3 separate regions of the Mus musculus genome follow, and all the other regions are linked to region 2. A link is a contact called in public HiChIP or PLAC-seq and Micro-C data. All regions are on one chromosome and are shown on one strand. Each heading gives the region's core, a stretch centred on a gene start, on an enhancer-like site or on the middle of the called end of the contact. The rest is flanking DNA. Distances are from core to core; before and after follow the strand shown. Region 1 has its middle 140 kb from the start of Immp2l. Region 2 holds the start of Immp2l (IMP2 inner mitochondrial membrane peptidase-like (S. cerevisiae)). Region 3 has its middle 150 kb from the start of Immp2l.

The links. A called contact is a pair of places that touch in the nucleus more often than the background predicts. HiChIP or PLAC-seq counts read pairs in DNA pulled down with a chosen protein or histone mark.
Region 1: a contact with region 2 is called in a Micro-C map of embryonic stem cells, with 2.0 times the contacts expected there. The contact joins the enhancer-like site here to the promoter of Immp2l in region 2. A contact is called at or near these places in 1 of 15 datasets of contacts at CTCF or cohesin (large pre-B cells), 4 of 484 Hi-C or Micro-C datasets (embryonic stem cells, erythroblasts and nephron progenitors), 1 of 115 datasets of contacts at active chromatin or transcription factors (the 230-238 cell line) and 1 of 9 other capture datasets (adipose tissue).
Region 3: a contact with region 2 is called in an H3K4me3 HiChIP or PLAC-seq map of the 230-238 cell line, with 21 read pairs. The contact joins the enhancer-like site here to the promoter of Immp2l in region 2. A contact is called at or near these places in 3 of 39 promoter capture datasets (fetal liver and liver) and 5 of 115 datasets of contacts at active chromatin or transcription factors (the 230-238 cell line, embryonic stem cells, fetal liver and 1 more).

The regions. Positions count from the first base shown.
Region 1 is chr12:40,886,223-40,890,017 of GRCm38.p6, reverse strand. No RefSeq gene overlaps it. Among named protein-coding and RNA genes, the nearest start is that of Immp2l, 140 kb to the left of the region's middle. Within about 2 kb of position 1,502, at least 85 of the 459 cell types and tissues checked have an H3K27ac peak or open chromatin away from gene starts, as enhancers often do. A contact at or near this core is called in the 230-238 cell line, embryonic stem cells and erythroblasts, where this site is marked.
Region 2 is chr12:41,022,647-41,026,619 of GRCm38.p6, reverse strand. Immp2l (IMP2 inner mitochondrial membrane peptidase-like (S. cerevisiae)) reads right to left here and starts at 2,530. Exons shown (of 7, transcript NM_053122.4): 1 at 2,475-2,530; 2 at 1,987-2,059.
Region 3 is chr12:40,868,309-40,872,219 of GRCm38.p6, reverse strand. It overlaps the pseudogene Gm19441. Among named protein-coding and RNA genes, the nearest start is that of Immp2l, 150 kb to the left of the region's middle. Within about 2 kb of position 1,614, at least 8 of the 459 cell types and tissues checked have an H3K27ac peak or open chromatin away from gene starts, as enhancers often do. A contact at or near this core is called in the 230-238 cell line, where this site is marked.

The DNA.
Region 1 (3,795 bases), core at 253-2,752, 140 kb after region 2:
AGACAGCCACCGTGATAAATAAGACATGATCGTGACTTTAGGCACCAGACTGAGGGGCTTCATGCTTGTATAGACAATGATTGCACACCTGTGACAAATGCTCCTGGTGGTTTATACAACGTTCCTGGGGAACAGAGAGTCATCAAGTAAACCAGCTACAAAGAGAGAAAAGAGCATCTGGAAGACTGGGGGAGAGGTCTTTGCAATAAGCAAGAGAAAAACAGAAGAGGGGGAGGAATGTGCAGCCTCATCCACACAGTCATGGTCCTAAAAGATAGAACAGCATTTAAGACTTCTTGGAGACTGGTGTGTGCCTGCCTCTGTGTGCGTGTGCGTGTCTGTGTCTGTCTGTGTCTGTGTCTGTGTCTGTTTCTGTGTCTGTGTCTGTGTCTGTGTATCTGTGTGTGTGTGTTAGGACCCCAAGACTCTAGACAGTTGGAAATGAGGAAGAATTCAGGTGCAGGTCTTCAATGTATACCATATAATCCCCAGGAATGGATACCATGCAGAGAGCTTTGGAAGGGCCAGTGACACAGTTCTGTCGAAAAGGAGCAGATTATTCATTTCTGAGCATTTCCCAAGACCCTTACATGTGTATGTGGCGTCTAGGTGTAGCAGGAGAGATCTCTGTGGGCTTCTTGTTCCCTTCAGACACCCTGATCTAGTGAGAACTTACTTCTGCTCTGAATATTTCAGTGGGTTTACAGGTTTCCTAGTCACACTTTGGTTTGTCATTAAACCCTAGAACTCCAGATCTAAAAACCCATTAGCACTTCCCAATGGAAACATCCTGGGGGGGGGGGGGATGGGGGAGGTGAGATTTTTCTCCAGTTAGTTCTTTCTCAGTCACTAGCTACTATGTTAGACCCTTGCAAAGGAATGGAGGTAGTTGAAGTGAAGTCTAGTTTGAATGATGCAGGCGTGATGTGAAGCTAGGATCCCTCCAACACAGCAGGAGTTCAAAGCTGGACAGATGCCAGCACATTCTTCTAAGATCCCACACTAAGGCCAAAAGTCCACTTTTCTCTCACCATACATAGTGCCTTTGAGTTGCTTGCTCATTTCTCCCATTAAGTCACAGCCCAAGTTTTCTACTGTGCTCTACTGCTTATTTCATGGTCTTCTTGGAGGTCTCTTTTAGGATGAGCCCAAGTTATCTGTCTTCAGTTCTAATTTGAGTCCACTGGAAACAAATACCTTTAACCACTAGCAATGGAAGCACAGCGTGGAATCCCTCTGCTGCCTCTCATGCAGGTTAAGACACAACCTCTTATCTTTAAACTCTTTAGATGTGAACCATCCTGGATCATTTCCACATTCTCTGAATTCCAGAGAACATTTGCCAAGCCCTTTGAAATCCCTTGAGCTCCTCTTATTCTGCCTGAAGTGAGAAGTCTGTTGTAAACTCACCTACAACATATCAGCACAGTACAGCCCAGCCCAGCCCAGCCCAGCCCAGCCCAGCCCAGCCCAGCCCAGCCCAGCCCAGCCCAGCACAGCACAGCCCAGCCCAGCCCAGCCCAGCACAGCCCAGCCCAGTACCGCACAGCCCAGCCCAGCTCAGCACAGCACAGCACACCCAGAGCCCTCTCTATGCTTTTTCTAGTTTATTCTTCTCTTCTTTATCCCCTAGGGAGATGGTAGGTTAATACTGACAAAACTAGTTTCACATTTTTCTCAGTATGACTCACTACATGAGTAGTCTGAAAGGGAGCAACTTGTCAAACTACAGCCCTCGGGTGCCTGTCACCTATTTGGGTAAATAAAACTGTTTGAATGTGGAAATACCATGTCTCCTTTGATGCTACAGTGGCTAGTTGCAACAGAGATCGTATGGCCTGCATGCCTAAAATACTTATCACCTGGTTTGTATAGAAAAAGTTTCCAACCCCTATTCCAGAAACACTCAGTATGGTAGCATCAAGGTGTATGTGTGTTTACACTTGCATTAAATTAAAGATGTAGTTTTTGCCATGTGTGGTGGTTGAATGAGAAAAGGAAATTAAAAAGGAAGACATGACTGCTCCTAGGTGTGGTGGAGGGGAAGGTGTCTTGTAGATATGAGGAAGTACATTGCCAGGGGCTGACATCTGGGAGAGTCTAGAGTGAGCAAGACCCTGACCTGGGCCATTTGAGGAGAATGGAGAGGGGAGGTGGGGGAACCAGGAGACCAAGACGCCAGGAGGGTAAAGTACAAAATTGTTGTAGCCAGTAGCCAAAATGGCTGGATTCTGCAGGGATCAGGCAGCCCAGTCAGTGACTGGAGAGTGTGTAACAGTAGGGACTGACTGAGGGAAGCTGGGAGAACCTGGAGGCCACTTCCGCTTTGATATGTTAATTAGGCACCATGTCAGCCCTTTGTAGGGGGTTGAGAATTAAGAGGTCACACCTGGAGAGACAGAGGCAGGGGCAAAGGCAGGATAATGGAATATATGAGTTCACCAGGCTAGAGTGATGGAGTGTTTACTGCTCTTGCAGGAGACCCAGAGGGCAGTTCTCAGCACCCAATACCATTGAGTTCTCAGGACTCAATACCATCTGTAACTCTAGCTCCAGTGGACCTGAGAGCCTCTTCTGAACTCTTCCAACTCCTGCACCCACCCAAACACAGAGCCACACACACATATACTTAATTGAAAATAAGCTTTTTTTTAAAAAAAAATAGGCAAGCGTGAGCTACATAGCAAGACAACTTTCTCAAACCTAAATAAAATACAAATGTAGGTCCTGAGTTCCATCAGCATTGCAAGTGTTCCATAATCCTGTGTACCTAGAGCTGCCACACTGAGAAGCAGGCGTATTTTCACCACTGCAGAAAATTCTGTTGTGCAGGGCCGATGTACAACATTGCTTCAGTATATAGCGGCATGTGGTCCTCTGGTATTGTTGTTGGCCTTTTCTGACCTTAACCTGAGCTAAGACTGAAAATACCCTACTAGTTTAACACATTTACTATTACATGTAATTCTCATTTAATCCTCTTAAAGGCCTATGAAATAGCCATGTATCTGTAGATAATGAAACGGAGGCTTCAGAAAGTTTAAAATGGAAGCTATCTTGAGATCACACTTTCATTTTAAGAAGCTAGCTTTACGGTAGGACATGAGACTGAAGGGAAGACATGGGCTAGCATATTAATGCAATAAGCTGAGTGACAGAGTCATTTCCTATGGCTCACACAGCATAGGAGCCCAAGCTGTGTAGCTTAAGATGCCTGGGTTTATTCTCTCACACTTCCTGCAGAGCTGTCCCTCTGATAAAGACTCTAAGAAGATTCTGCCCTTGCTTCCTCTAGCTGTGCATAGTTGCTGGAGCCCGCTGGCTTGCAGGAAGGCCTTGACATCATCTGGATCCTCTCGGTGTGTCTCTATCAAATTCCTCTCTTCTACTCTAAAGATACCCGCCACTAACTATGGTCGACCCCAATACAATGTGGCTCATTTGACCTGACTTAGGTCTGCAAAGAGCCTACTTCCAAGTAGGATCACACAAGTATCTAGGGTTAGAACCTCAACATAGTATAATGCGGGACTCAACTCAACCCACACGTGGATGTGAAAACTAATAAAGATGGAAGATGCTAAAGGGACTGGGGAAGGAAATTGTGAAGCCTGGGATAACTTGCAGGTCCGTGGCTATCATGGCCAAGAGGAGAAAAACAAATAACAAACAAAAAACAAAAGAAAGAAGTCCCAGAGGGAGAGAAAGGTAGTTTATGTGCTTACCTAAGCTGGATCATGTGCCGCCTAAACTGGGTTTTGCATTAGGAAAACTATGGTGATTGGGATACAGATG
Region 2 (3,973 bases), core at 1,281-3,780:
AAGGCCTGCCTGTTACACGGTCGGCTATGGGAAGCTGGGCTGAGGCTATGGGAGGCTGGGCTGAGGCTACGGGAAGCTGGGCTGAGGCTCTGTGGTATTGTAGTTGCTAAGGACCTGGGTTTGACCTCCAGCAGCTCAGAAAAACAATAGACTGCAAAAGGGATAAAAGTCCTCTGATACATGAGGACTTTAGGAAGAGCCGGAAAAGGAAGAAAGTTACAATTTTACCAAGTAATGGTAACAAGTATATATATACATATACATGTTTATATTACATTGTATATTTCTCATACAGATAAGTAAATACCTAGGCTGTAGGCCTAATTAACATAGAGCTGTGGATTTCATGTCTAAAAGGTAAATAGCAAAATATTACAAAGTTGTGAGGTGCACGTTTTTACTTTCACACTCCTATAGGTGCTGATCCTATGTAACTCTGTTTTGACCTTAGCCTCTTCTCGTGTCAATAAAGAAATGGGGTTAACTGCACAGAACCCCACAGCTGGCCAGCTTCAGGATTTAATCTTCTAAGTGGGTCACCGTTAGCTGCCTCCCTGGTTTCTCACATTGAGCTTTCTTACAGAACAACTCAAAAACTTGCTCTCATCTAGTGACTGTGCCCAAACTATGTATCTATTGCTTGGGGAAACGACTGTAACACTATGCATTATGGAAAACAACCCTCCACAGCTAGTCACCCAAGTTTATTTCTGACTCTACCAGAAAAGTGGAATGATGGCACTGGCCCCACACACCACTATTGGTCCGTAAGCCACAAAGACAGCAGCAGGCAGAAGTTCTCTAACACTTAGATATAATTCCACAGAATTATGTGTAAACTTCCACAGAAACCTGCGAAAGGCCCATTCCCAAATCAGGTCATCTCCAACAGTCTCATTCTCCACATACTGCTTTGTTTGTTTTCTTTATGGGATGTTTTTGTTCTTTTGTTTTTTGAGAGAGGCCCTCATTTGTATCTTTGTCTGGCCGGGAACTCCCTATATAGACCAGGCTGGCCTCGAAGTCACAGAGATCCACCTGCCCCTGTAGGGACTGAAGGCAGGAGCCAGCTCTCCAGATCCCATTTTGACCAGTGTTCATTCGGCACACGATGAAAGGACATCAGAGATAGAGTCCCTCTTTAATAAACAACCATGTCTTAGTTTTTCATAATATGCGAACATCTGCCTCTCAAGGAAGTCAGGTTCATATGTGGCATGTGCCAGGATGGGCACTGAGGGTAAGTCTAGCTTTCTCTCGGGGGTAAACAAGCCTGTGGCTTGCTGTTCTTGCTTATAGCTAACCTGTGTTTTAAGTAAAAGTTGGCGGAGATGAATGTAAAACTGGAGGGTTTCGAACCTGAAAGGAACTGTGTTTCCTATCACCAGACAGAGACTAGGAGAAGGGCAAGTCTTAGGGAGGAACCAATGAAGAGAGATGATAACTTGAAATCAGTCAACTTCCCAGGACTTCAGCTTTTCAGAAAAGCACCTCAATGCCTGAGATAGGACCTCCCCCAATTCCTCTGTAATTCTGAAAGACCTGAGAACTAGAAGTATATGAAATTGCCTGTATGTGGCCCCATGTGCGTTCCCCCACTGTTGAGATTTTAAAATGTAAGGTCCCCGGAGGGATAACTGCCAAGCAGAGCCAAGATTACCTAGGGCCCTACTGTGTCAGGAACTACTGAATGCTACCTAGGAAGACAGGGGACCTGAGAGGAACTATAGCATCAATGTGCCAGGTTAAAGAGGGTCTGAAAGGAAATGAGTTTTCTCTCAGGTGTCTAAAACGCTGCTAAACTTCCAGTCGGCTCTACGGGCTTCTGGAACCTGAAGAAAGGCTTGATCTTGGGACAAGTGACCTTTGAAGGTGGGTTATCCAGTTCCTGATAAAAAGTGGAATTTGGACCCAAGTTGCCTAGGGTAGTTTCCCCACTCGAAAAAGAGTCCTGGCACCTTCCGCCCCTGAGCAATACTTACTTACCCTTTCTCCCGCTCTTCCTCGGTGAGAAGGGGTAAGTGGTAATATTGTACCCTCGCCCAATTTGGCCAAAATCCTAAAAGTAAAAATGACAGAGACAGGTCCTTTAAAATCCCGTGGCTCCAGCCTGAGCAGCTCCCACAAGCTGCTCACCACCCCAGGAGCAGCGCTCCCTCCCGGCCGCTCTGTGGGTCCCCCAGGGCGGGGAGAAGAGGTCGGCTACCCGCCCGGATCGGGGTTCGGGTTCCCTAACTGAGGGAGACAAGAGGACGAACTGAGGGGACAGCCGCGCGGCCTCACTGGAACACGCGCACGCACGCATGCTCGCTACCATCGCGCGGATAGCGGCCGAGCGGCTCCCCACCTCCCAGCAACGCCCACTCGACGGAGGAGAAGCCGGAGATAAGAGACCCTGCCGGGGACACAGAGGGTCTGCTTAAGCCCACCCGCGTGCCAAGCCGCCCGGACCCGCCGCCCCATTCCCCGCGCACCCGCTGCGCAGCTCAACCCAGGGGAAGTCCCCGCGGCACGCTCCGCCCTCCGCCGCGGCACGCCCCGCCCTCCGCCGCCGCTCGCCCCGCCCTTTGCCGCCGCTCGCCCAGACCCGACCCCCAGCTGGGCGGCAGCCGGAGACTCCGCCTACTACTACGGAAGTCCCGCCCCCGAAACGCGGCTCAAGGTGGATCCGCAGCCAGAATTGGGTTTACGTCAGATCAGGGGGCGGTACTGACCGTCTAGAGGTTCCAAGTGTTAGAAGCCTTAGGTCTAAGCCCTAGGTCGAAGCCTGGCATGGCTAAGAGGGCAAGGAAAAGCAGCAAGTTATCAGAAGCTATCTTCAGCTTCTTCCCTTAGACCAGGAACCCAGACTGGACTTCTTGTGTTGTTCTGTGGTTTTGTTATTGTTTTGTTTGCACATGGGTAACTTCGGGTTTGCTTCCTCTAGCAAGCCAAAAGAAAAAAATCCAGAACTTTTTTTTTTTTTTTTTTTTTTTTTGCTTCAGAGAAACTAGGGTTGTTTTTTTTAATATACTTAAGCTTTTGCTCGTTAATTGTAAAAAATCTTAACTGTGTAATTACAACCTAGAAAAACACTGTAACTAACAGAATATAGACAACAAAATTAATTTGCTTTTTCTAGCCCTCCTCAGTTGTATCTTTATCTTTTCTTGCTTTACCCTTTTAGATAATGCTGAACTATCATTCTCAAGTTTACATAGCGCATAATGTTCTGACACTCAGCATTCAAAATTAACTCTAAAGATGGGAGAGTGTAAGAGACTTAAATGGAGCCGAGCAGTGGTTGCACGTACCTTTAGTCATCACAGCACTGCTAAGGCAGAGGCAGGTGAAGCCAGCCTGCTAGCCTGATCTACAGAGCTAGTTCCAGGACAGCCAGGCCTACACAGAGTAAACCTCTCTCAAAAAAAAAGGGGCGGGGGGGGGGGAGAAGGGGGAAGACTTTAATGGGTTGATAGGCTGATAGTTAATAATTACAAAAGTCTGCCAAAGAAACATGATTGCTCTCCTGTATAGGATGTAGGTACAGTTATTCTTATCTAAAATATTTACTGCGAGGTAAGTTTGATTCTACCAGTGCTTTATCTTGGAGGCCGCCCCTGATGACAGAGCCTATTTACAAATTGGATTGGGCCCTAACAGTAAAGAGACTCCAAATTAAATAGATGTTTGTTCCAGTGAAGAACCAACAGTATGGGATGGCATGAACATACATAAACATCAAAGTTTCTAGAATCCATACAACCTAATCTAGGCCTAGAATATTTTCAGCATCCAAGATTTACTGCAGAATAAACTCACTATTTCTGGTTCTTTCTGAGCGATGGCTGGATGATTCAACTCAGCTGTTCTGGCTCAATTCTTCTCAATGGAAAATGATTCAGTCTGGTTTATCTTGGCTTTTCCTGAATGAATTACTCTACTTGGCCTCATTCTAACTTGGCAGGGTGTTCTAATCTCTGGTTCCTTCTCA
Region 3 (3,911 bases), core at 365-2,864, 150 kb after region 2:
TGCTTGGTCAGGGGCTAATGGTTGAAATGTGAAGTAGGGTTTATGTAGATAGACCTTGGAGGAATGGAGCAGTAAATGGATTTGGCAAAGACCCTTAATGCTGTCAAACAAATATTTAATTCAAAGCATTGAAAAAGGGCTAAATACAGTGGTGCATGGAGCACACAGCTCAGAGACATGGCATTAATGTTAGTTGAATTATTGTCTCTCTCCTTTCTAAATCTCAATAGTTTTGTTTTTTTTAAGTTATTATTTACTTATTTTTAAAATTAATTAATTAATTTATTTATTTATTTATTATAAATACACTGCAGCTATTTTCAGACACACCAGAAGAGGGCATCCTATCTCATTACAGATGGTTGTGAGCCACTGTGTGGTTGCTGGGATTTGCACTCAGGACTTTTGGTAGAGCAGTTAGTGCTCTTATCCGCTGAGCCATCTCTCCGGCCTGTGGGATAAAAAGTAGGGTCCCGAGTCTGGCCTACTGTATGCCACAGAAGAGCTGAGAACTGAGTGTGGGGCTGGCAGGTGGACTCTGGCCCAGGGCTGAATGGAAAAGAACAGGGAAGGAGCTCTAGCAGATTCCTGCGATGACAAGAGTCCTTTGTTTGGGTTGGAGGAAGCTGTGGCTGGAAATGCAGAGAGGTCTCCGGGCAGGAGGTTAGACACAGGGGCAGGAGGTTAGACACAAGGCTCACTAAGGGAAGACCTGCTCCATTGCTTCAGCATGGTGGGTGGATGAGAAGAAGAGGCAGTCCATGGTTTTAAGGAGTTTATTGTAGAAAGGCAGAGAGGGAGAGAGTAGAGATGTAGAGGCCAGATGAGGGGAGAAGGGAGGGCAAGAGGTGAGAGTAAGAGCAAGAGGGTAAGAGAGGGGAGAGAAGGGGGAGGAGGCAAACAGACCCTTTTATAGTGGGCCTGGCCTATCTGGCTGTTTCCAGGTAACTGTGGGGGTGGAATCCAGACAGAATATCAGGAGCTTGGGCCATTGCCTCCATGACTGATGGTCATACACTTGGGGGGGGGGGGTGCGGCGCACAGGGCAGGGAGGAGACCTTGGAAGGCTGCAGTTGTGACAGGGGCCCAGGAGACATGGCCAAACATCTGCCATTCCTTAGGGTTACCACAGTTCAAGGCCTGTGTTCAACCAGGGACCAGGTGTCTGTGCACAGCTCACTGCTCCACACCAGCCCTTGGTTGTTTTGTTTTGTTTTGTTTTTGGTTTTGTTTTTTTTAAGCTGAAAATTATATTTGTAAAAGATAATATTTTAAAGAATTCTGCAGACCCTGAAAAATATAAATTGTAGCTATAGTTGAGTGAGCCAGCGATTGCAGGCACCTATTGCTAGAGTCCCTTGGGACACCTGGTTTCCGTCTTGCTCTACAATTACTTTGGTCTCCTCTATTAACCTGCCTTACCTTTGTAGGTTGGTCTAGTTTCTGGGAGTCTTAGTGAGGATTTCTATTGCTGTAAGAAAGCACCGTGCCCAAAAGCAAGCTGGGGAGGAGGAAAGGGTTTATTTGGCTTACGCTTCCACATCACTGTTCATTACTGAAAAAAGTCAGGACAAGAACTCAGAGCAGAGACCTAGAGAGTCAGAAGAAGAAGTGAAAGACCAGAAAAAATTCAGACCCCCTAGCACCAAGAATATAGGTTAGCTGGTTCAGTGACCCTGTTCCAGGAACTGGCCGACCACAAAAGTTAGACTAAAATCCTGAGAACAATCTTGAGAAGCAGGGAGTTTCCCCTTGTGATTTTTAGTACCCCTTTGTGATTTTTCACTGGTATTTTCGGCATTTTCCAATAACGCCCTCCCTACCCCCTTGGATTGTGGTTTGTTTGTTTGTTTTTTTCCCTTTTAAATACCCCCTTTCCCAGCTACTGGGGCTGAACTCTTCCACCCCTGCATGGGATACGAGTTGACCCCAGCCTGCTGGATCTTGTCAATAAACCTTGTGCGATTGCAGCAAGGACAGTATCTCATGAGTTCTTGGGGTGCTGAGTCATCCCGAGACTCGAGTGAGGGTCTCACCTCTTCAGGGGTCTTTCAGAAGCAGAGGTCATGATGAGGTGCTGCCTACTGGCTTGCTCAGCCTACTTTCTTATAGAACCCAGGACCACTAGCCCAGTGAAGGCACCATCCACAATGGGCTGGACCCTCTCACAGCAATCAATTATCCAAATGGCCTTCAGGCTTGCCCTCAACCTTATCTAATGGAGGCATTTTCTCAATTGAGGCTCACATTTCTCAACCAACTAGCCAGCACACTGGGTAATATAGATATGCAGCCTGACTTGGTCGCTAACCGAGCCTTAATACAACAAAATGGCCTATTTTTTTTTAAATGTTTTTTTTTTCCTTTTGTAAAGGGTAAAATCAGCTGTGTCTTAAGTACGGCCAAATACGCTTACGCTATCCTTCCAGACTCTCAGTCACATCAGCCACCAGCTGACAAGCCATTGATTGCATCTGCACAATTGTTTTGCTTTTTCAGCTGTAGTAATGACAAGATTGGCCAACAGTGCGCTTATAAGTCACATCTTATTTACTCGTTATTCTATAGATAAACAGTGATGACCTAGAAAATGTTAATTCAGCTGAGTTAGACACAGTCCTTGCTCTGCTCCTTAGGAGTTGTAGCTCTGCTTACACAAAGTACACTAACTCATAATTGAAAATGGAAGCCCATGTGTTGGCTGGTAGGCCTTCAATCTATTGGAAATACTGGGGAAAAAAAAGAAGCCAGGCAGATGGCCCACATCTCAAATCCCATCCCTTGAGAGTCACAACCAGGCAGATCTCTATGAGTTCAATGCCACTGTGGTCTACACAGTGAGTTCCAGGCCAGCCAGAGTTATAATGTGACTCTCTCTCTCTCTCTCTCTCTCACTCAATTAAAACTTGAATAAATTAAAATATAGATTATAGACATATCTGCAGGGCACAGGAGAGTTTTGTAATTCTTTGCTCTTATGTGTAATTCTTTTTTTTTTTAAAGATTTATTTATTGATTATATGTAAGTACACTTTAGCTGTCTTCAGACACTCTAGAAGAGGGAGTCAGATCTTGTTGGGGATGGTTGTGAGCCACCATGTGGTTGCTGGGATTTGAACTCTGGACCTTCGGAAGAGCAGTCGGGTGCTCTTACCCACTGAGCCATCTCGCCAGCCCCCCTTATGTGTAATTCTTAATGTGATAAAAATAAGTGACATTTTCCTAGGCAGTTTAAGCATATACTATTATGTATGCATTAATCGTATCAGTATGTTCTATATTCGTGTTAACCAAGCTAAGTGGCACATTAACATCACTATGCAGCCACCACTACTGTCTGTCCCCAGGGCTTTATCATCTCCAAGGCAGTTCTCCATGTTTAAGTGCCCATTTACAACTGTTTTTGTATCACCATTGTTAGAAATGAGGTATATTTCTTAGGAGTTTCCCTGATAATTTCTACTACTTCTTTCAGTGCCATGAAGAGAAAAGGGGGAGTGGGTGGGGACACTTTCAGAATGGCAGTATCTCCAAGAATACCACATAACAGTAAGGCAATAAAAATTTTAAAGCTAAACTAAACTCAACACAGTACCCCCTCAGCATGTGTAAAGACTCTTCCTGAGGGCTCTGTCTGCTCACAACATTGAAGCCATGGGGATGTTTGCACAGATGCTTGCCTTCTGCGTAGGTCACATTTCCTGCACAGTTTACCTGTCATTAAAAGTTTTGCTTTTACTGTTGTGGTTAATGCAGAAACACGCTTGTAGCACTGTGAGTTTTGAGTGTGTTATGTGAGTTCAGTGTTGCAGCAAGGAGGCCCCTGGAGCTAGGCTGCCAGGACCAAATCCTAAGAGATTTGTCATGCCCCACTTCTTTGTAAAACAGGACAGACAGATATGGTTTAAATA